Linked DNA regions of Mus musculus: regions 1, 2 and 4 are each linked to region 3. A link is a contact called in public Micro-C and promoter capture Hi-C data. All regions are on one chromosome and are shown on one strand. The core of a region is the stretch at or near the end of the contact, and the rest is flanking DNA. Distances in the headings are between cores, read along the strand shown. Region 1 holds the start of Vapa (vesicle-associated membrane protein, associated protein A). Region 2 holds the start of Ndufv2 (NADH:ubiquinone oxidoreductase core subunit V2). Region 3 holds the start of Zbtb14 (zinc finger and BTB domain containing 14). Region 4 holds the start of Ypel5 (yippee like 5).

Evidence for each region. Promoter capture Hi-C pulls out the DNA fragments that hold promoters and counts their contacts. A called contact is a pair of places that touch in the nucleus more often than the background predicts.
Region 1: a contact with region 3 is called in a promoter capture Hi-C map of pre-B cells. The contact joins the promoter of Vapa here to the promoter of Zbtb14 in region 3. A contact is called at or near these places in 1 of 39 promoter capture datasets (pre-B cells) and 5 of 484 Hi-C or Micro-C datasets (CD4 T cells, CD8 T cells, pre-B cells and 1 more).
Region 2: a promoter capture Hi-C map of pre-B cells shows a contact between it and region 3. The contact joins the promoter of Ndufv2 here to the promoter of Zbtb14 in region 3. A contact is called at or near these places in 2 of 39 promoter capture datasets (liver and pre-B cells).
Region 4: a Micro-C map of embryonic stem cells shows a contact between it and region 3, with 7 times the contacts expected there. The contact joins the promoter of Ypel5 here to the promoter of Zbtb14 in region 3. A contact is called at or near these places in 1 of 39 promoter capture datasets (liver) and 2 of 484 Hi-C or Micro-C datasets (CD4 T cells and embryonic stem cells).

Annotation. Positions count from the first base shown.
Region 1 is chr17:65,611,235-65,615,937 of GRCm38.p6, reverse strand. It overlaps Vapa (vesicle-associated membrane protein, associated protein A), which reads left to right and starts at 2,383. Exons shown (of 6, transcript NM_013933.3): 1 at 2,383-2,718. The coding sequence starts at 2,640.
Region 2 is chr17:66,100,007-66,104,788 of GRCm38.p6, reverse strand. Ndufv2 (NADH:ubiquinone oxidoreductase core subunit V2) reads left to right here and starts at 3,230. Exons shown (of 8, transcript NM_028388.3): 1 at 3,230-3,374. The coding sequence starts at 3,324.
Region 3 is chr17:69,380,478-69,385,161 of GRCm38.p6, reverse strand. Zbtb14 (zinc finger and BTB domain containing 14) reads right to left here and starts at 1,358. Exons shown (of 3, transcript NM_009547.3): 1 at 937-1,358. It overlaps Gm49894 (transcription initiation factor TFIID subunit 4-like), which reads left to right and starts at 981. Exons shown (of 3, transcript XM_030250167.1): 1 at 981-1,062; 2 at 1,151-1,986; 3 at 2,864-4,419. The coding sequence starts at 981. The coding sequence ends at 2,911.
Region 4 is chr17:72,833,737-72,838,171 of GRCm38.p6, reverse strand. Ypel5 (yippee like 5) reads right to left here and starts at 1,544. Exons shown (of 3, transcript NM_027166.6): 1 at 1,381-1,544.

The sequences.
Region 1 (4,703 bases), core at 1,134-3,633, 3.8 Mb after region 3:
TCCTATGATCTCTTCTGGGATGGGGGTGGGGTAGGGGTGTGGACTCTATCTAAACCCTCAAGTTCTTAAACTGTGGGTTGTGTGCCCCTAGTGGGTCATGTAGCTGACTGTGGGGGTTGGGGAAGTTTAACAACAGCAAAAGGTTTCTGAACGTGCAACAATCAAATGTAAATCAAAGTCGAATGAGTAGTGAATGCAAAGGATTTGTGTAGGGGCTCACCCGGGCTGCACTGTGGGTTCTCACTGTAGCCCTGGTTCTGAACACGTCATGTATACTTTGTTCTTTATGTGCTGTCTGGCCACATAAGGCTACTGATGCTGCCTGAAACACCTTGGCTCAGATATGAACTGCAGTGCTCTCTTATTGTACAGTTTTCTAGTCTTTGAAGAGATTATTTTTAATTACGTATACTTGTTAGGATCTGTGCATGAGTGCAAGTACTCTCCAGTGGCCAGAGGCATTGGCTGTCCCTGGAGTTGGAGTTTCAGGTAGATGTGAGCAGCCTGCTATGGGTGCTGGGAACAAAATTCAAGTCTTCTGCAAGAGCAGTATGTGCTTTTAACCGCTGAGGCAGCTTTTCTGCTCCTAGACTTCTACTCTTCAAAGACATAATGGTTTAATTAAGGAAAAAAGATAATATTTTCTTGTTATTGTTTCTTAGCACATGTTAAATTTATACATCTTGGGATTGCATTGTGTTAGAATTTTTTATTTTAAAATTGCAGTTTGAGTTACTGATTTGCACTTCATTAAAAAAATCACACGAAAATTTTGGCTGGTGATTGGGATAGAATTTCCAACTATTTTTGAAATGTTTCCAAATCTATTTTTTTGCCACTTTGCACTAGGTATTTATATAAAATGATTCTCAGCATTGGTAATTATAAAATCAAAATAGCAATCAATTACAAAAAAAGTTGACAATGTTGTGTTTAGCAATATCAAATATTCAGCCAAGAATAAATAATTTTTACGTAGAGATGAACAAGGAAATCCATCTCGTTTGCATACAAGCTTGCTTTTGTCTTAAATGGATTTTTGGTCTGCTTCTTTTCAAAATTCATTTTTTAGGTTAGGATACAAAGTAAGCATTCAAAGAAAGAAAACAAACTTTTTTTTTTAAACGACCAATGTTTGCTTTATACCACTATTATATCCTATATACCTCGAGTGGCATGAAAGTTTTTCAGGTGTCGGGGCGGCAAGTTGAAAAAGTCTAATTAGCTGTATTCTAGACTGCTCATTTCGACATTTACTTCCAAGCAATCTAGAGTGCCTTTTCGTGGCAGAAGCATGAATATGTGCTTTGTTTCGCACGGAGCTTCCTAGAGATTTAAATTCAAGCAGCACCATAGGACACAATAAAGGTTTTTACAGCACATCCATTTGTTTTGTTTGCTCTTCCCGTCCCTGGATACCCTGGCAAGGGGCTGAATATCTGTCAGCAACTTGCTTGGCATTTTTTTTTTTTTTTCTCATTTGGTACAGGCTCTCCTAAGTGATACAGATAAAATTCGTCCCTAGCACGAGAATGTGGCAAACAGATTTGGGTATGAGTTTGAAGTGAACCACACTGTAGATACAGCACGTGAACTCCACGCTGTAGGAACAGAGATTTCGTTTCTACCCTTGTAGAGAAACTGTGCCTGGCACAGATTTCCCCTGGAACTCGTTCGCTTGTGAGCGAGATGTGTTTCCTTTGGCTGGGCAGGAGGGAGATGGGGAGGAGGCAGTCTTGGAACAGCAGGCAGAACGGAGCGCACGTTCGCTGAGGGCGGAAGGAATCCCCAGCAGACCAGAGGGACACGCCCTGCCGCTCTCCCAAAGGGCGGTCTCTCCTGGGATGCCTGGCTTCCAGGCAGCCTGCAAAAACCCTTCTCTTTTCCAGGGCAGACAAGACGCCCTCGGCGAGCCAAAAGCCGCGTCAGCGGCCCCACCCACTCGCCTCCAACGGACCCAGGTCGCCTTCCCGGTTCCCAGCAGCCACCGCGGAGGCGCCGCCCGCACAGGGCATGCTGGGAGTCGAGGTACCCGGCGCTTCATGACTCTCTTCCGTTCGGAATTCCACTTGGAACGCCGTGAGGTAGCGTCGTAGTCGGCGCTCCAGCCCCGCACTCGCAGCTCCAGGGCCCCAAGAACGACACCCCCTTCCCGGGGCGCCGTGCACCGCGTCTCCCCGCAAAGAGCCCCGCTCCGCCCCCCCGACCCTGCTCTACGGAGATTGACAGCGGCGCGGCGCCCGGAGCTGCGGCCAAGTCGGAGGTGCGCAGGCGCACTAGCTCAGCGTTGACCCCTCCCACCCCCCAGTTAGGCCCGGAGGGCGGGGCCAGCACGAGGGCTCCAGGCCGCGGGGGCGCGCACGTAGGCACGTAGGGCCCGTCACGTGGGGCGCCGAGGATCGCAGTGCGCGTGGCCGCGGCGGCTGGTGTGGGGTTGAGTCAGTTGTGACACCCGGAGCTGCTGAGCGGACAGGCTGCCCTCGGGACCCCCGCGGCCCGGCAGCAGGCGCGGAGCTTCGGGAATCGTGAGCCTGGCCCCGTCCTAGAGCTCCGCGGAGCCGGCGCCGCCACCGTCCCCTCGCCCCCGCCAGCGAACCGCCGCCGCGGGCGCGCCCCCGCTCTGCGCTGCGCTGTCTCCTATGGCGTCCGCCTCCGGGGCCATGGCGAAGCACGAGCAGATCCTGGTCCTCGACCCTCCTTCAGACCTCAAATTCAAAGGTAGGCTGGCTGGGACGCTCCGGAGCGGAGCTGAGGCTGGGGCTGGGGCTGGCGGGCGGCGGCGGGGTGGCCGGGCCGTGCTCCCCTCCCCCACGCCCCGGCCGAGCGTCGGAGCCGCGGCCCCGCTGCGTCCCTCGGCCCCGCGCCTCGCCGTCCGCCGCTGCCGGGCCGGGCCGGGCCGGGCTGGGCTGCGCTGCGGAGGGGAGGGGAGGGAGCCGCCGGGCGCCGCGGAGGGCTCCGCCGCCATCTTGCGGCCCCGCGGGGGCGCCGTGGGAGCCCGCCCGCGCCTTGCCCGCCGGCCCGCATGGCGTCCTTGCCCCAGGGGCGGCCGCGGCGCGGCGCGGTGCGGTCGGGCGGTGCGGGAGGGCGACTGGGAGCCGGAGCTCCCTAGTCGGCGGGCGCCAGTGGGCGCCGTTCGGCGGCTTTGGGCAGGCGCGGTCCGCCGCGGGCGAGGAGGCGTTCACGGTCGCGGCCTCGCCCGGAGTCTTTCCCGGTCAGGTGCGGGACTCTGGCTGAGCCGGGAGACCAGGCAGCAGAGTCTCTGGCTGGGACTGACCCCGCGTGTTGGCACGGCCCCCAGGCGCGCGGCAGAAAGCTGTGCGTCAGCTGGGGCATGCATGGTCAGAGGTTAATGGTAGTGGGTCCCTTGTGTCAGCTCGGATTGTCCCTAGGTACGGAGGACCCAGTCCTTGAGTGCACACTGTCTTTACTGAAGAATTCTTTCAGCGTTTGTGACCCGCTTACGCTTGCGGTTTCCCTGCGTATCCCGAGAAAGCTGCTAAGGTGCCACACAGCTCTGGAACTGTTGACTTTGGAGCATTGACTGTGATAGACAGTGGCTTGGTGATTCTTGTTCAGATCCAAGGCGGTTTGCCTTCTCAGTGTGTAGGAAACGAAACGTTACACAGAACAATTTACTTTATTTTAAGGAGAACCAAAAGAATGGAGCTAAAGAGAAAACGTGATCCTTCCTATCTTTAAATGTAAAGTGCCCCCCTCCCCCCCCCCCGAAAGTTAATACCTTGCGTTTTAATTTCAGGAACTGATGAAAACAATTTTCCTTAGGCGCACATCGATTCCAGTACTAAGAGAAAAAGTAAACCCATTAATAGTAGTGTAAGAGTTAGTCCAAATGAAAATAGCTGAATTGTCCTTGTGGGAACAATTTAAAATAGTTCCAGACACTTAAAGATTTTATATCTTAAATAGTTTTAGGGCTTATAAACATTGGGTATTCTGCTAGTCACATGCCCTGCAGGTGTTTCAGTACATTCACAAGTTTCTCTTTACTAGACAAGAACTTGATTGTGATTTTAAGGCAGCTCTAATATCTTTGGAATTGGGTCGTGAACCACACTTATAATCCCGGCATTCTGGAAGTCCAGAAACCATCCAAAGTTTGAAATCAACCCGGGCTACAAGGGAGACACTAGACAGTGTCTCAGAACCTCGGGTAGTGTGTATTTTCCTGCAGCAAATTTCTGTATTGCCTGATTGGTTTTTTTTGGGGGGGGGAGGGGGGGAGGGAGTGGGCGGGGTTTGCTGAGAAGTTCTTATAGTACTGTAGTAGCCATAGGTAATAGAAGCGATTTAATGAACATTTTTACGATATTTTGTGTGGTTTGCTTTTTCTCTTTTGACTGTAAGAGAAAATTATCTGTACCACATAGACATGTGTGAAAAGTCTTTTATGAGACAGGTTTTAAAAACGATTGGAAATACTACATTGTGCAGTATCCATATAGACCACTTATTTTTGATGTTAAATAATAACTGTGTTTATACAACAGACTATGTGTTACCAAAAAAATGATCCCAATACTACTGAAAAGGGCAGGTAAGTGGTACTTTGAGGGAGTAGCATGTCTGTGGAAGCTTTTAAGGGAAAAAGGCTCCTTTCAAGTTGCCTAGGGAAAGTTATGCAAATGGGAGTGGTTGGGTAAATCCTGAGGTGAGAAGATACATTGAGGTGAATAGACTTAAAT
Region 2 (4,782 bases), core at 1,981-4,480, 3.3 Mb after region 3:
GTCAAATCACTCACAGGAACAAAGTCTTCCATATTCCTACTAGGATGGCCCATTAAGCCTCACTTAAAACATTCCATGGCTTTCCAAATCCAAAGTCCCCAAATCCACATTCTTTCAAACAAAACAGTCAAGCCTATCACAGCAATACCCCAGTCCCTGGTACCAACTTCTGTCTTGGTTAGGGTTTTACTGCTGTGAACAGACACCATGACCAAGTCAACTCTTATAAGGACTACATTTAATTGAGGCTGCCTTACAGGTTCAGAGGTTCAGTCCAGTATCATCAAGGTGGGAGCATGGCAGCATCCAGGCAGGCATGGTGCAGAAGCTGAGAGTACTATGTCTTTATCTGAAGGCTGTTAGCAGAAGACTGGCTTCCAGGCAGCTAGGGCCTTAAAGCCCACGCCCACAGTGACACACCTACTCCAAAAAAGCCACACCTTCTATAGTGCCAATCCCTAGGCCGAGCATATGCAAACCATCACAATGATACAGACATGATTATCATAGTCCCGCAAGAGACTGGATAGGCAAACTATTTGCATTATACAAAGATTTTCATTCAACTAAAAGATTTATTGACTGCCTTTCATATGCTAAGTATAGTACAAGATGTTGAATCAAAGAAAATGGGGCCGGGCGTGGTGGCACACGCCTTTAATCCCAGCATTTGGGAGGCAGAGGCAGGTGGATTTCTGAGTTCGAGGTCAGCTTGGACTACAGAGTGAGTTCCAGGACAGCCAGGGCTACTCAGAGAAACCCTGTCTTGGGAAAGAAAAAAAGAAGAAGGAGGAGGAGGAGGAAGAGGAGGAGGAAGAGGAGGAGGAAGAAGAAGGAGGAAGAGGAGAAGGAGGAAGGAGGAGGAGGAGTATCAATGTCAGAGGAACTGGGTTTGGTGGTGGTGATTGAAAGGTGATGGCATGGGGTTGGTGAGATGGCTCAGCAGGTAAGAGCACCCTACTGCTCTTCCGAAGGTCCTGAGTTCAAATCCCAGCAACCACATGGTGGCTCACAACCATCCCTAACGAGATCTGACTCCCTCTTCTGGTGTGTCTGAAGACAGCTACAGTGTACTTATGTATAATAAATAAATAAATCTTTAAAAAAAAAAAAGGCTCACAACCATCTGAAGATCTGACGCCCTCTTCTGGAGTGTCTGAAGACAGCTACAGTGTACTTACATATAATAAATAAATAAATCTTTAAAAAAATAATAAAAAAATAAAAATAAAAAAAGAAAGGTGGTGGCATGAGAGTCATGAGTTCGAGACTAGCTTTGAAAGATCCTGACAGAATGTAAAAGGTCACAGAAGCCCTGAAATTGGCAAAATAAATTTCAGTGTTAGTAGAAGTAGCTTCACTGATTTAGAAAAAATAGAGGTGCACAATGCTCTGGCCGCTCCTTGAACCCGTGTATCTGCCAATGTTCTGACCGTTCCTTGAACCCAGGTGTGTGCCCACTGCTGCACCTCACTGTTTGTGATATTGGTTGCTGGGATAGAGTCGGAAAATCTCCCCAGCAACCACAGCTGGGCCAATCCTGAGTTACTGTACCTTCATTAAACTCTTTCCTTGTTTCCCTCCCATACCCATTTCTTGAGAAATCAATCCTTTTACATTGTTTAGATCTGGAAATCCCCTACTCCCCCACTTCTCCTTTCCCCCCTGAGGGCCTATAAAAACTGGGACCCCCTTTTCCCTTGGGGTCGACTCCTCTACCCCTGCATGGGATATGAGTCGTCCCAAGAGCTCTGGCTTTCCCAGAATAAAGCCTCATGTGGTTTACATCAAGCTTGGTCTCTTGTGAGTTCTTGGGGATCCGCTATTATCCCAAGACTTGAGTGAGGGTCTTTTAGCTTCACCTATAGCGAGTTTGGGACCAGGTTGGGCAACATGAGACTCTGAAAAGGCCAAAGTATTACAGCTGCTAATGATGGTGACAATATGTTTGGGTGCACACAATAAAACAAATCAGTAATGGGACCCGGATTATTTTTTCTTTTTCAGTATCTTTTCATTCCCTCAGAGAAGTACTGAAGCAAATTTATTAGTGGTAAACTAATACTGGAGATAATGCAATAGGAACTAAAGAATTTAGTATCATTGGTTAGAAACACTATTTCTTGAGTCGAATAATAATTTTTTTTTTTTTTTTTTTTGGTTTTTCGGGACAGGGTTCCTCTGTGTAGCCCTGGCTGTCCTGGAACTCACTCTGTAGACCAGGCTGGCCTCGAACTCAGAAATCTGCCTGCCTCTGCCTCCAGAGTGCTGGGATTAAAGGCGTGCACCACCACGCCCGGCTGAGTCTAATAATTTGTAGAATATGATTCACACAGGTTGCAATGGATTATCTTGGGTGGTTTTTTTTGTTGTTTTTTGTTTTTTTAAAAAAACAAACTCATGACGAATAACCTTTCAGAATCTTCATTCTGTTGTCAAAATTACGGAAACTATTCACAACTTTATTATAGCAAAAAGAAAGGGGTGGATAGAGAAGACACACACAAAACGACAGTCAGAAGAAGAGTCAAGAATAAGTTAAAAGCCCAAGGTGGCAGTATGCGCCTGTCTGAAGGTTGAGGATCACTCAAAACCTGTGTAAAATACCGACAGCTGGAAACAGCACGATGCGTACTAAAGCTGCTAGGAGTTTCCTGAGATCAAACAAAAATCAAGAAGACAGTAGGTTCCTCCCTCCACCAGTTTTATCATGGAAAATGTCTAGAGCATACACAAGCACAAAGAATATTTGTTCGTCTACCGCGCAGCATCAACAGTCATCATTTCTACCTCCCACTCACTGGCATCCCGAAGTCAATTCCAGTTTAGCCTGTCGTTTTACAGACTCTAACGCAAAGGCTTGGGAGCCAAGGCACTTGCTGTCCAAGTCCACTAGGTGGCAGCCCTTTAAATACGATCGTATGTAAGAAAAGACTCAACCAAACGAATTTTGAAAGAAATAACTGCAATACCAGAGGAGGTGTTTGACAGAACAAACACAAGATCCCCCAGAAGGTACGCCTCGTCCTCAACAAACACAAGAGCCTCGAGAAGGCGAGCCTCGTCCTCAGGGCGGGGACTCAGCTGGCCCAACCGGGCCGGCCTTTTAGGGACTGGGCTGTTTCGGGCCCGCCCACCGGTCCCAGCAGCCCTCGCGCGCCGCTGCGTCAGGAACGGCGTACCGTTCGGGACGCCCAGGCCAGGGCTCGTGAGCGCGCGCGCGCCGTGCGTCCTGGGCGCGGGGCCGCGCGCGCCGGGCCTCCGGGCTCGTTCGTTCCCAGTCAGCCTAGAGCGGCCGGGGTCGGAGCATCGCGTACCCCGCCATGTTCTCCTTGGCGCTGCGGGCCAGGGCGACCGGCCTCGCTGCTCAGTGGGTAAGAGGCTCGGGGTGAACCCCGGGCACTGTCGCCACAGTCTCCCGCTCTTCGTGCCTCCCTTAGCTTTTAGTCCTCGGAGACCCCTAGGCGCTGGACAGGTCAGCTGGCGGCGGCGGGGACGCCGCGGCCTTCGTCCTCAGTGCCTCCGGGATGCTCCGCAGCTGCGGTGGCGGCGGGTGGCGGGCCGCCCGCACCGGGCCGGGGAAAGTCACCCCTAACTTAGTCAAGGTCAGGAAGGCGATTGTCATTTATCCTGGTGCGGAAGCTAGTGGGGGGCCCTGGCGGCCCGCTGCTTCCAGGATCCTAGCAGCGAAGCTTTGGGCTGCTTGTCTGTCAGGCATAGCGGCTGCGCTGCATCGGATTTAAAAGCATGCTGGAGAAAACGCTGATAGGCTTGGTAAAGGCTTGCCGAGTTCCTTCAGGACTAGATAAAGGTGACCAGCGTTTCATTTACTGAAGTTGTTCATTCATTTTAGGAAATGCTCGGCAGAGAATCGTAGGAATTAACCGTGAGAGAATAGTAGTAGCACGAGTAACCGCACTGACCAAAGAGTCGTAGTTCTATGGCCATTTGAGTGTCAGGTGCATCTCAGATAGGCCAAGGAATTGAACTGAAGTTGAAACACTGAAGCGAAGCTAAAATGCAGATTCCAGGGCCTGCGAGGTAGCTCAGGGTGGAAAGGTGCTGGCCTCCAGGTGTGAGGACTAGTTGTGGTCTGACCTTCACAAGCTGAGCTTGTGTCCGGAGAGTGCATGGGCACACAGAAAGTAATGGCTATTGAAATTAACTACATGGCAACTACAGGGAAGAAAGAAGCCTTATTTGTTTGGTTGGATTTTATTTTCCTAACAGTAAAACAAAAACTAAGTTCTCAACAAAAGACTATATATATATATATATATATATATATAGTGTGTGTGTGTGTGTAAACAAACCATTTGGGGCTTTAGACTTAGGCATCCCAGGTGACCTTTTGTAGTTATGTGACATGACCTAGAGAATTAGTCTTTGTTTCTTTAGCTGTGAAATGGGAATGTTGAGTCTGTCCCTAGTTATTTGAAGCCTTAATGTACTTCTAGGTCCAGGTAACAGTGTGAATTGGATTATAGTACTTTTTTTTTTTCCTTTTGAAATTAGATCTCACCATGCAGCCCTGGCTGGCCTGGAGCCTGCTAAGTGTGGCATGTAGGCCTTGAATGTTTGCTGGTCTTCTTGCCTTGACTCTTGAGTGCTGAGATTACAGGTGTGAGCTTCCATGCCCTGCTGGAGTAGAGTAATGATGGGTGATGTTTGATGGCCCCTTGCTGTGTATTTGATAGGTGAATTTATATCTTATTTTAGAGGGTGGTGCAGTGTTTTCATCACTACAAATTAGAAACAGAATTCCCAATTTTTGTGGGGAAC
Region 3 (4,684 bases), core at 109-2,608:
TTCCTTTAAGAACTATAGACATCTAGATGCATGTTTGAATATCGGACGGCTGCAGGAACACACATACCCAACAGCTAAAGAGTGGAGAAATAAGCATGCCACTTTGTCTACTACACAATTACAAACTTGTCTCCAAGACTGCCATGGAGAAATCTTACATTTTTCTCCCTCCATCCCCGGATGCAGGTTCAAAGAATTTTCTTTCGTTCTTAACTCTCACCCAAAGAACTCCACATCCTGCAGCCCAACAGGCTTTGAAGAACAAAAATTTCCTCTACTGACCACCAATCCCACAAGTGCAGTAGAAGCAGGTGGCCGTGTTACAATACAGTCCTACACAATGACTTTGTCCGAGATTCCACCAAAGGGTCGACATCCTGAGAACCCATAACAAGTTCATACTATAGGAATCACAGGGCTCTGAGTTAGCAGGCTTTCCCATGTGCACGGAGTGAGGGCTGGTAAGATAGTTTCTAAGGATGCTCCCTCCAGTCTTCACCTCAGCCTTCCTGGGTTCTAGATGCACCCTGGGCCGGCAGTCAGCCTAAGGGAAGGCATTCCCTGCAGAAATTCCCTCCGTGGCACTTCTGAGGTCATGGACTTGGGAGAAGAGTGGCCCTATGGTAGCTATGGCAACATATCAGCGTGCGTACGCCTTCTCGATTCTGGTGAGTGTGTAATTCTTTTTCAAAGGAGGTCACAGGGCAATCGGCTCGGTTTTTTTTTCCCCCTATAGAGATGTTCCCATTGCTAAGTTCAAATGAGTCAAACCTGAAGATAACCATTGCCAGTATGTGTGTAAGTAGGTGTAGGACAAGACATAGCCCAACACCTATAATACTATAAAGCAGCTCCTTGCTAGCAGCTCCCCAAATCGCGGGAGCGTTAAGGCGTCCTCACCGAGCACAGAGCCAGGCTTTCCCAAAGCAAACTTACATAAGCAGCCGCAGCCGCCTCCTTATTCCGGAGCAGCTGCGACAATGGCGGCCACACCACTTCCCTGTTGCGACCGCACAACTTGGGAGTGGGGAATCCGGGGCCCCGCGAAAGACATGGGGCGCAGTCCGCGCGTGGGGAGCCCACATTCGCATTTCGCAGCCAATGAGCCGCCGGATGCAGCGAGCCCTCAGCATTCTCTCCTAAACAAAAGCTCCCCTGAGCTGTGCCCGCCAGCGACGGGCCACCTTCCCTTCCACCATCCTCCACTTCTCCAGGTCGCGGCGCGGGCGCGAGGCTCTCTTCCTTGGCCCGCAGCAGCCCCGGCGGCGCGACGAGCTCGGGAGCGGGCATGCGGCCGGTTCCGCAGCCCCGCGCCGCGCCGCGCCCTGCTCCGCCCGCGAGCCCCGAGCTCGCGCCCCGCGCACTCCGCGGCCTGCGCGTCTGGTCCTCCCGCGCCCTCCCGCGGCCAAGGGCGGGGGCGGCGCGCGGCCGGCTCCCCGGAGCTCGGCGGACGCAGGCGGGGGAGCGTGCGCGGGGGGTCCCGTCGGCTCCGGGGGAAACCACAGCTGCGAGGGGCGGCGCCCCGCGGGCCGCGCTCGGGCCCGGCTCGGCCGTCCCCACCCCCACCGCGGTGCACTGCGGCGCGGAGAGCCAGGCGGCCATGAACTCGGCCGCGGAGAGAGAGCGCGCGCGCGGGGCCGCCGCCTGGCCTCTTCCCCACCCGCTCGCTGGCCTGCGCAGCCACCGGGGACGCCCGGCCCCCCACGCCCAACCGCGGCCCACGCCCCGATCCCGCTCGCACCGCGCTGCGCCGCCACATCCTGCAGCTGGCTGCTGCCCCGGAGCTCGGCGGGAACGCGCCTCCTCGCAGCCGCCCCGGCCGCGCCCGCCGCCGGCTGCCCCCGCGTCCCCGCGCCCGTCCCCGGCCCTTCCAGCACCCGGCCCGCGCTTACCTGCAGCTTGGCACCGCTACAGACGCTCGCTGTCGCTGTGGGCTCCCTCGCTCGGCAGCGCGCAAGCCAGGGACGGGATGGACGCGGGGGCACGGTGGGTGGCAGTGTTTTGGATTTTTTTTTAATTTTTTTTTTTCTGAGTTTGGGGAGGGGGTGGGGTAGGGGGGGAATCGTGCACGTCCCTGGTGGTGGCAGCCCTCCTCCTGCACGAGCACACACTAGCCAACCCGCCGCGAACACCCCCACCACCCCCCTCCCCGTGCATGCGCGGTGCGGGCTCCGGGGTAGTGGGGGGGAGAGAAGGCGCGCCGCCGCTTGCGCAGGCACGGAACTGGCTGGGGCCTCCCTCGTGAGCGAGCGAGGAAAGGGTTAATCTGGGACCTGACGGGTGGTTGCTTTCCCTGGGTCTACGGGGCCGCCCGCGGAGAGCCCTGGCCTGCGCACGCGCGCGCACGCGCGCGGCAAGGGGCGCGCGGAGCCCGCGCGCGGGAGAAGGGGGTGGGCGGGGTCGGGGCGGGGCTTCTGCCGGCCAGGGGAGCGAATGCACGAGCTCCTTTCTCGAGCACCCGCCCCCTCCTGGAGCTCCCGACTCCAGGGCTCCCGCCGGCGCCCGGCCTCGGCACTGCGTCGGGAACGCGGGGAGCCTGCGCTCCCGTGCGTGTGCGTGTGCATGTGCGTGGGCCATGTCTGCCCCTGGGCGCGCACGGTTCGGGCGCTGAGCTCGGCCTGGCTTTTGGGCAGGTGTCCCGGTGCACCGTCTGTCTCCCCTGTACCGTCTCGACCGAATATCCAGGCTCATGGCTTGGTTCGTGCCACTGAGGCATTGTTTATGGGGAGCAGGCATTTGCAGAGCAAATGAAGTGCCATTTTTGATTTGGAGTATAAGGGGAAATTCCGGTCACCCTGGACAAACTGCTCAATCCCAAAGCTCTAGATCTACCAGACTAATTGGTGCCTTTACGTTTACCCAGGTACATCCCTCTCTAGCCATCATGTTTCCAGAACTAGGTTGCACTTGATGCTCCCATGGAGAGATCTGATAGCCTGGTAATGTCAGGACATCCATGTAAGTTATAGCTCCGCTGCTGCTGAAACCTTGTGTTCTCTGTGAGGCACTTCCTGATCCTCTTTACCTGCCCTCAGGCCCACGACCTGGAAAGTCCCTTTAGCCCCAAAATTTCTGTTCAACCTGCAATACTGGCAGCTGGATTGAGCTATTGTGCTCCTAAATGTCACTTCACTTCTGCTGCTTTGTCACACTTTCAACAGTCTTATGTTAAATCACGTGAATAACATCTGCAATTAGGGCAGGACCATGGACTTCTGGGAAGATGTAAAAGAATGCCTGTACCGGATGCCTAAGTAAACATGAAGGAAAACTATGGTCGCCTCAATTTTCTAAAGGACACCATATTCAGCCTCAGCTAAAATATTAACCAGTACTGGTTTAATGTCCCCCACGGTGTTTAAATACACGCCTTCAAATTTTTATTTTCTGTGTATGAATGCTTTGCCTGCATGAATGTGTGTGCACCACGTGTGTGCCTGGTGGCAGCGGAGGCCAGTCAGAAGGGGGTTCAGATCCCCTGAGACTGGAGCAGGATGATTGTTAATCACCATATGAGTTCTTGGAACTAGACCTGGGTCCCCTGAAAGAGCAGTAAGGGCTGTGAACTACCGAGCCAAAGTTTTAGCTCCTACTCGTGTCTTTTGGTGCACACAATAGCCTTTGTGTTAGTAGGGTTTGGTGAAAGACTTGAGATAGAATAAACCTGGTCTAGTGTTACTTTTTTAAAACGATTTTATTATGCGTGTGTGTGTGTGTGCGCGCGCACACAGGTGAGTATATGGGGGTAGCGCATATGATGCGTATGCTCCTAGAAGCCAGAGGCCCTGGATCCCCTGACCATCATGAGCCACCTGAGATGGGTGTTGGCCCTCTGGTCCCCTGGAAGAGGAGCAAGTGCTTAACTGTGGGTCATCTCTCCAGCCTTTTAAGCCCCACTCTCTTTTCTGGAATGGAGACAAAGAAATCAAGGCAGTCATAAAGACTGACCAACACCCAGTTAAGCTTTTAGTGCAAATATTAATCCCCTGATATGCTACTGTTGGTGTTGGATTCTAGCATCATGGCAGGAAGTGGTCCTCATACCTGACACTCCGCCTGTTTGCGTTATTCGGGTTCCTTCGTACAGCTCTGTGTTTACACTTTAGTCCTGTCTGTGTTTTGCTTACGGGGCACTAGTAATACCCATCTGTCGTGAGGTTATGTCCTGAGGTGATAGAGCAATGGCTTAAGTTCACGGTGTGGGAACACGGCCAGCTTCCAGTAATCTTCAGTGTCACCACCTGCTGCTGCTCTTGGAGCACACCTGGAAGGGCTTCACTCCTCCTGGATTTATTGCTTGCCTCCTGTGTAGACATGGTCCTCTTGCCTATGAAAGAGAGTTTGTCCTTGGATTTTAAATTTAGTTCATCAGAGTTCATAAACATCAGAACAATAAAGTGCTTGACTTTTTTTTTTTTCCTTTTGTATCAATGACTCCTTGAATTCAGATGCATAGCAACTGTACTCTGCCTGGCTGGTCCTTGCTTATCATCAGGACTCAGGGGAACTAACAAAAGCATCACTCTCTTGGGAAGGAGGATGGGAAACTCCTTGCCTGGTCCCACACCCTTCGCACCCATGAGGCTCATAGAAGACACCAGCTGATAGCAAGAGTCAACCCAGAATTCAGAAATAAAGGGCACAGTGTGCAGTAGTTAATAGGGATCAAGGCCCTCGATGGACG
Region 4 (4,435 bases), core at 295-2,794, 3.5 Mb before region 3:
TATGCGATTAATTCTTAGTAAAACAACCCATATCAAGGCACTTCACATCTGGCACAAATATGCACCCAAGAAGATTTCGACTTTTTCTATGTTGTAATGCAGTTGCAATCCCGCCTATGGGGCTATGCAAAAAAAAAAAAAAAAAAAAAAAAAAAAAAAAACCGATCTGATAAGGTCGGTTGACCTGAACCAGCCAAGTTCAGTTATTTTCCAAAAGCAAGGCAAGCCTGAAATTACTTTCAGATTTTCCATCTGTCAAAAGCCACCAGAAATAAAAATCCTCAAGATTTCCAAGAGGGCTCTGGAAACAGAAACAAAAAGTTTAAAAATAAAAAATAAATGAGTCGCACACCTTTCCTTCCTGTCACTCCAAAAGGAGATCAGTCTGGCGTCCGGATGAAACAGACCTGGGTACTACTGCGGCTTCCCACTCCCGCTGGCAACACTCAGGCTTCCTACCAACCTGCACAGCAGCGTGGAGTAACGGGGTGTGCAGGAGCGTGCCCACCGCAGCCAGCAGGAAAGAGCCTCCCGGTCCGCTCCCCGAGCAGCACCGGGGTCTGCGCCAAGCCGACCGCCCGCAGCCGGCCCAGCTGATCGCGCCCACGTGACTCCCTCCAGCCAATCGCCCGGCGCAAGGCGGAGCGCGCGGCGGCGGCGGCGGGGCCTCCTCGGCACAACAAACACAGGCGGAACAGCTGGGCAGGCGCGGGCGACCGGGCGCTCGGCACCCGCAGGCTACCGGGCAGTGTTCCCCACGCCCAGGGTCCAGAGGGCAGCGTGATAGGGGCTAGCACCGACGAGGCGGGCACGGCCCACAGCCCAGACACCCGAGCACGAGTCGAGCCTCCGGAGCGGCGGGGCGGGCGGGGTGCGAGCGCGGCCCTGGAGCGCGGGCCCGCGGGCCGGCCCCGAATCGGAGCCCGGGCGCGCCCCCGACGCTGCGGCGGGGACGGCGGCTGTGGGGGCGGGGCGGCCTAGGAAGTGGGGGTGTCACGGAGAGAGCTGTCTGCGGACCGGCGGCCCAGGCGACAGGCGCCGAGGGCGGCGGGCGGGCGGGGGCCGCGGGTCGCTAAGGGGGTCGCGGCTGTTGTGGGCTCGCGGAGCGCTCCGCTGCGCGGCGGGGGCGGGTCGGCGGCGGCCGCCGCGCCACAGCCTCACAAAGAAGGACCGCCCGGCCCGGCCCCGCGGCCCCACGGCCCCACAGTCCTGAGAATTGCCCTGGTGGCCCGGCCAGGACCCTGGACGAGTGGAGAAGGGGAAGAGGCACTTCCTGCCTGGGCCCCCGCCCCGGGCCGCTCCCCGAAGGCTTCGAAGCCGCCGGCCCAAGGGCTTCGAGCCCCAGCCGACTCCGATCCCGGCGCCCACCGCCGTACTCACCGGCGTGCTGGGAATCGGCGCTGCCAGCAGCTCTTCGCTCCTCAGCTGGGTCGAAGCCCACCTCGGCCTCCCAAGTCTTCAGGTTTAGTCAGGCCTTGGCCCCGCCTCTCCTCGGTCGGGCCTCGGCGTCAATCACCGGGCGTGGCCCCGCCCTCCCTTCAGGCGGCTCTCCCGGTTGGCCCGCAGCGCCCTTCATTTCTAGGCTCCGCCCCTCTCCCTGGCACTCTGCCCCTTCCGCCGGGCCCCGCCCCTTCTCGGGCTCGCCCTCCCCCCACCCTTGCCCGCTTACACTCCGCCGCCCACCCCACCCCGAAGCCGCAGCGGATGGGCGGACTCCTCGCCGCTCGCCCCGCCTCTAATTCGACACCTTGCATCCTTACGGCCAATCAAGGAGGCTAAGTCTGCCTCCTCGGCCGAGGCGGCCAATGTAGTGAGAGTGAGGACCCGCCCCCCACTCCCAGCTGAGCGCACACAACACAGCATCCACGTGAGTCAGCTTCTTAAAGGAGACGCCTCAGCCTTGGTAATTGCGGCAGCTGGGACTCATTGCCCGTCATCGGCGTCACCTGCTGGCGGCTGAGGCCATAGCTTCCTGATAGCCAAGGAAGCCTAGAAGAAGCGAAAACAAGAGGCTGTTTTCTAGTCAACGCTGGTATTGAGGTTAAAGGGCTACCTAGGTTGAAATGCCCGTTTTACCATCCCATCAGGCCACTTTCTCTTGGCTTACACGAATTGCCTTAAACAAATCCCGAACTCTTTGTGTCTCGGTATATAGGAATTCATTGTAAACAAGGTTTTTTTCAGCGTGCTTGGTTCTATTTACAAACTTTCCAAGTTTTCTCTTCTCTTCCCTCTCTCTGTTTCTGTCTCTATCTCTTTGTTTTTCGAAACAGGGTTTCTGGACAGCCTGGAACTCACTCTGTAGACCAGGCTGGCCTCGAACTCAGAAATTCGCCTGCCTCTGCCTCCCAAGTGCTGGGCTTAAAGGCGTGTGCCACCACGCCCGGCCCAAGTTTTCTCTTGACCGTTGAAGTAATTCTCAAAAACTTAAGTCTTTTATGTGGAGATCAACTGTCTTGTTGAAAAAGACAGCTGTCCCCTTAGCCCTCCCTCACCATGTTTAAGATAAGTTGGAAAATTTTTGCCATTCCGTTGGCTTTCCCAGGTAATTAAATCTCTGTTGGCTGTCCATAAAGATGACAGAAATACCTCAAAATATTTCATGTATTAAATAAACATAAAATATATAAATTATACACATATATATATACTAGCACTTGAAATTTGTAGCATAGAATATGTGTTCTGACAAAACCCTGATACTTAACCCTAAATCCTTCAGTACTTTTCATTCATTTATAAAATAAAGAGTTACTGTGGCCTGGTTTTGTAGAACATGCCTTTAGTCTAGAGTGAGTTTCAGGACAACCAAAGCTACATAGTGTCTCGAGAAAACAAAACAAAACAAAAAGCTACTCTGACCATCAAAGATAAAAGACTATGTTTAGATTAAAGAGAATTTTGCTGGAGGAAAAAAAGCATTTTGGGGTATATTGGGAGATTCTTATAATCCCTTTATTTTTATTTAATACAAGACTGTTAAACTTAGAGCTGTGTACACTGGTCTATAGCTATTGTCATGACACTCTGGAAAGCCGAGGCAAGAGCATCAGGAATTGCTACAGTGACTGACACTGTCTTAAATCAAGGTACACATGTATTCCAGGAAAGAAAGTACAGTGCCTCATTTCCCCCCAGAATTTGGAAACAAGGCCAGTCTCATACATTTTAGGCAGTACTCCACCACTCAGTTCCATCGCCCTCCCTCTTTCTGAATACTAGATTGAGACACATTCCACCTTTAATGCCCATGTTTGTCTCCAGTTTTCCACTGTCCTGCTGCTGCTCCCGAATAGCTGGCTTACAGATTTGTGCCACCAACCCTAGCATGCTTTCCGAAGACTTCAGTTCTCTGCTGACAATTTCAAAATGGGGAAGGGTGGGGACACAGTGTACTTCTTCTAGTTTTCTTCTTCTTCTTTTTTAATTTAGCCACAATCAGTCATTTTTAATTTTAGTGTGTGTGTGTGTGTGTGTGTCTTCATATGTACATGTTGCTCTGAGTGCTGGAGGAGGCTGGGAAGGTTGTCCTATCATCTGGAGCTAGAGTTGCAGGCAGTTTCAAGCCATTCAACATGGATGTTAGTGATCTTGGAACTCCTGTCCTCTGTGAGAGCATCAAGTATTCTTAACCTCTGAGCCACCTCTCCATCTCTGATCATTCTTTAGTGCCAAATGTATTTTTATCCACAAATTATAGACTCGGGCACTTCAATCAGTCTCAGATGGTAATCTCTGTTCTTTTCCAATGTCAGAGGGACATTGGATGGATACAGAGAACTCTCTAGATCTTGAAACTCAGCCTGTCCTAAATGGAGCCTGTATCGCCTTTCAACAGCAGAGACGTTTCTTTAGGCCTTGCCTGTCACCACTTTCTTATGTCTAGTGGGCTATAATCCAACCCTGCCCTGTTCTTGCTTCCTACTGGCACCACCACCTCCTTTAACTCCTTAAGTTGCTGCAGATAAGCTGAACTGTTGGTATCTGTTAAATAAAAATTATAGGAAGCTTTGTTTGAAATTAAGCTACTCCACTAGTCCAGACTTTAAAAGGTGGCCAGAGGTGTGTATGTGTCACTCACACTACTGTTTCCACAACAATATTGCTTTGTTTTCCTCTGTTTGGGAGTAGGGGGTCCGAGGGGAGGGGGAGGGGAGTGGGTTTGGGGTACATGATGTGAAATTCACCAAAAAAGCCAATTTTTAAAAAAAAGGATTAATAATGCTACAATTGTACATTACCAAGCTAAACAAAGTTGGTTTTTTGACCCTCAGAAATTGGAGTTAGCTAGTTGGGTGGTTGTAGTGCATGCTGTTAATCCCAGCACTCGGGAGGCAGAGGCAGGCAGATCTCTGAGTTCAAGACCAGCCTGGTCTACAAAGCAAGTTCCAAGACAAGCCAGGGCTACACAGACAGAGAAAGCCTGTCTCAAAAC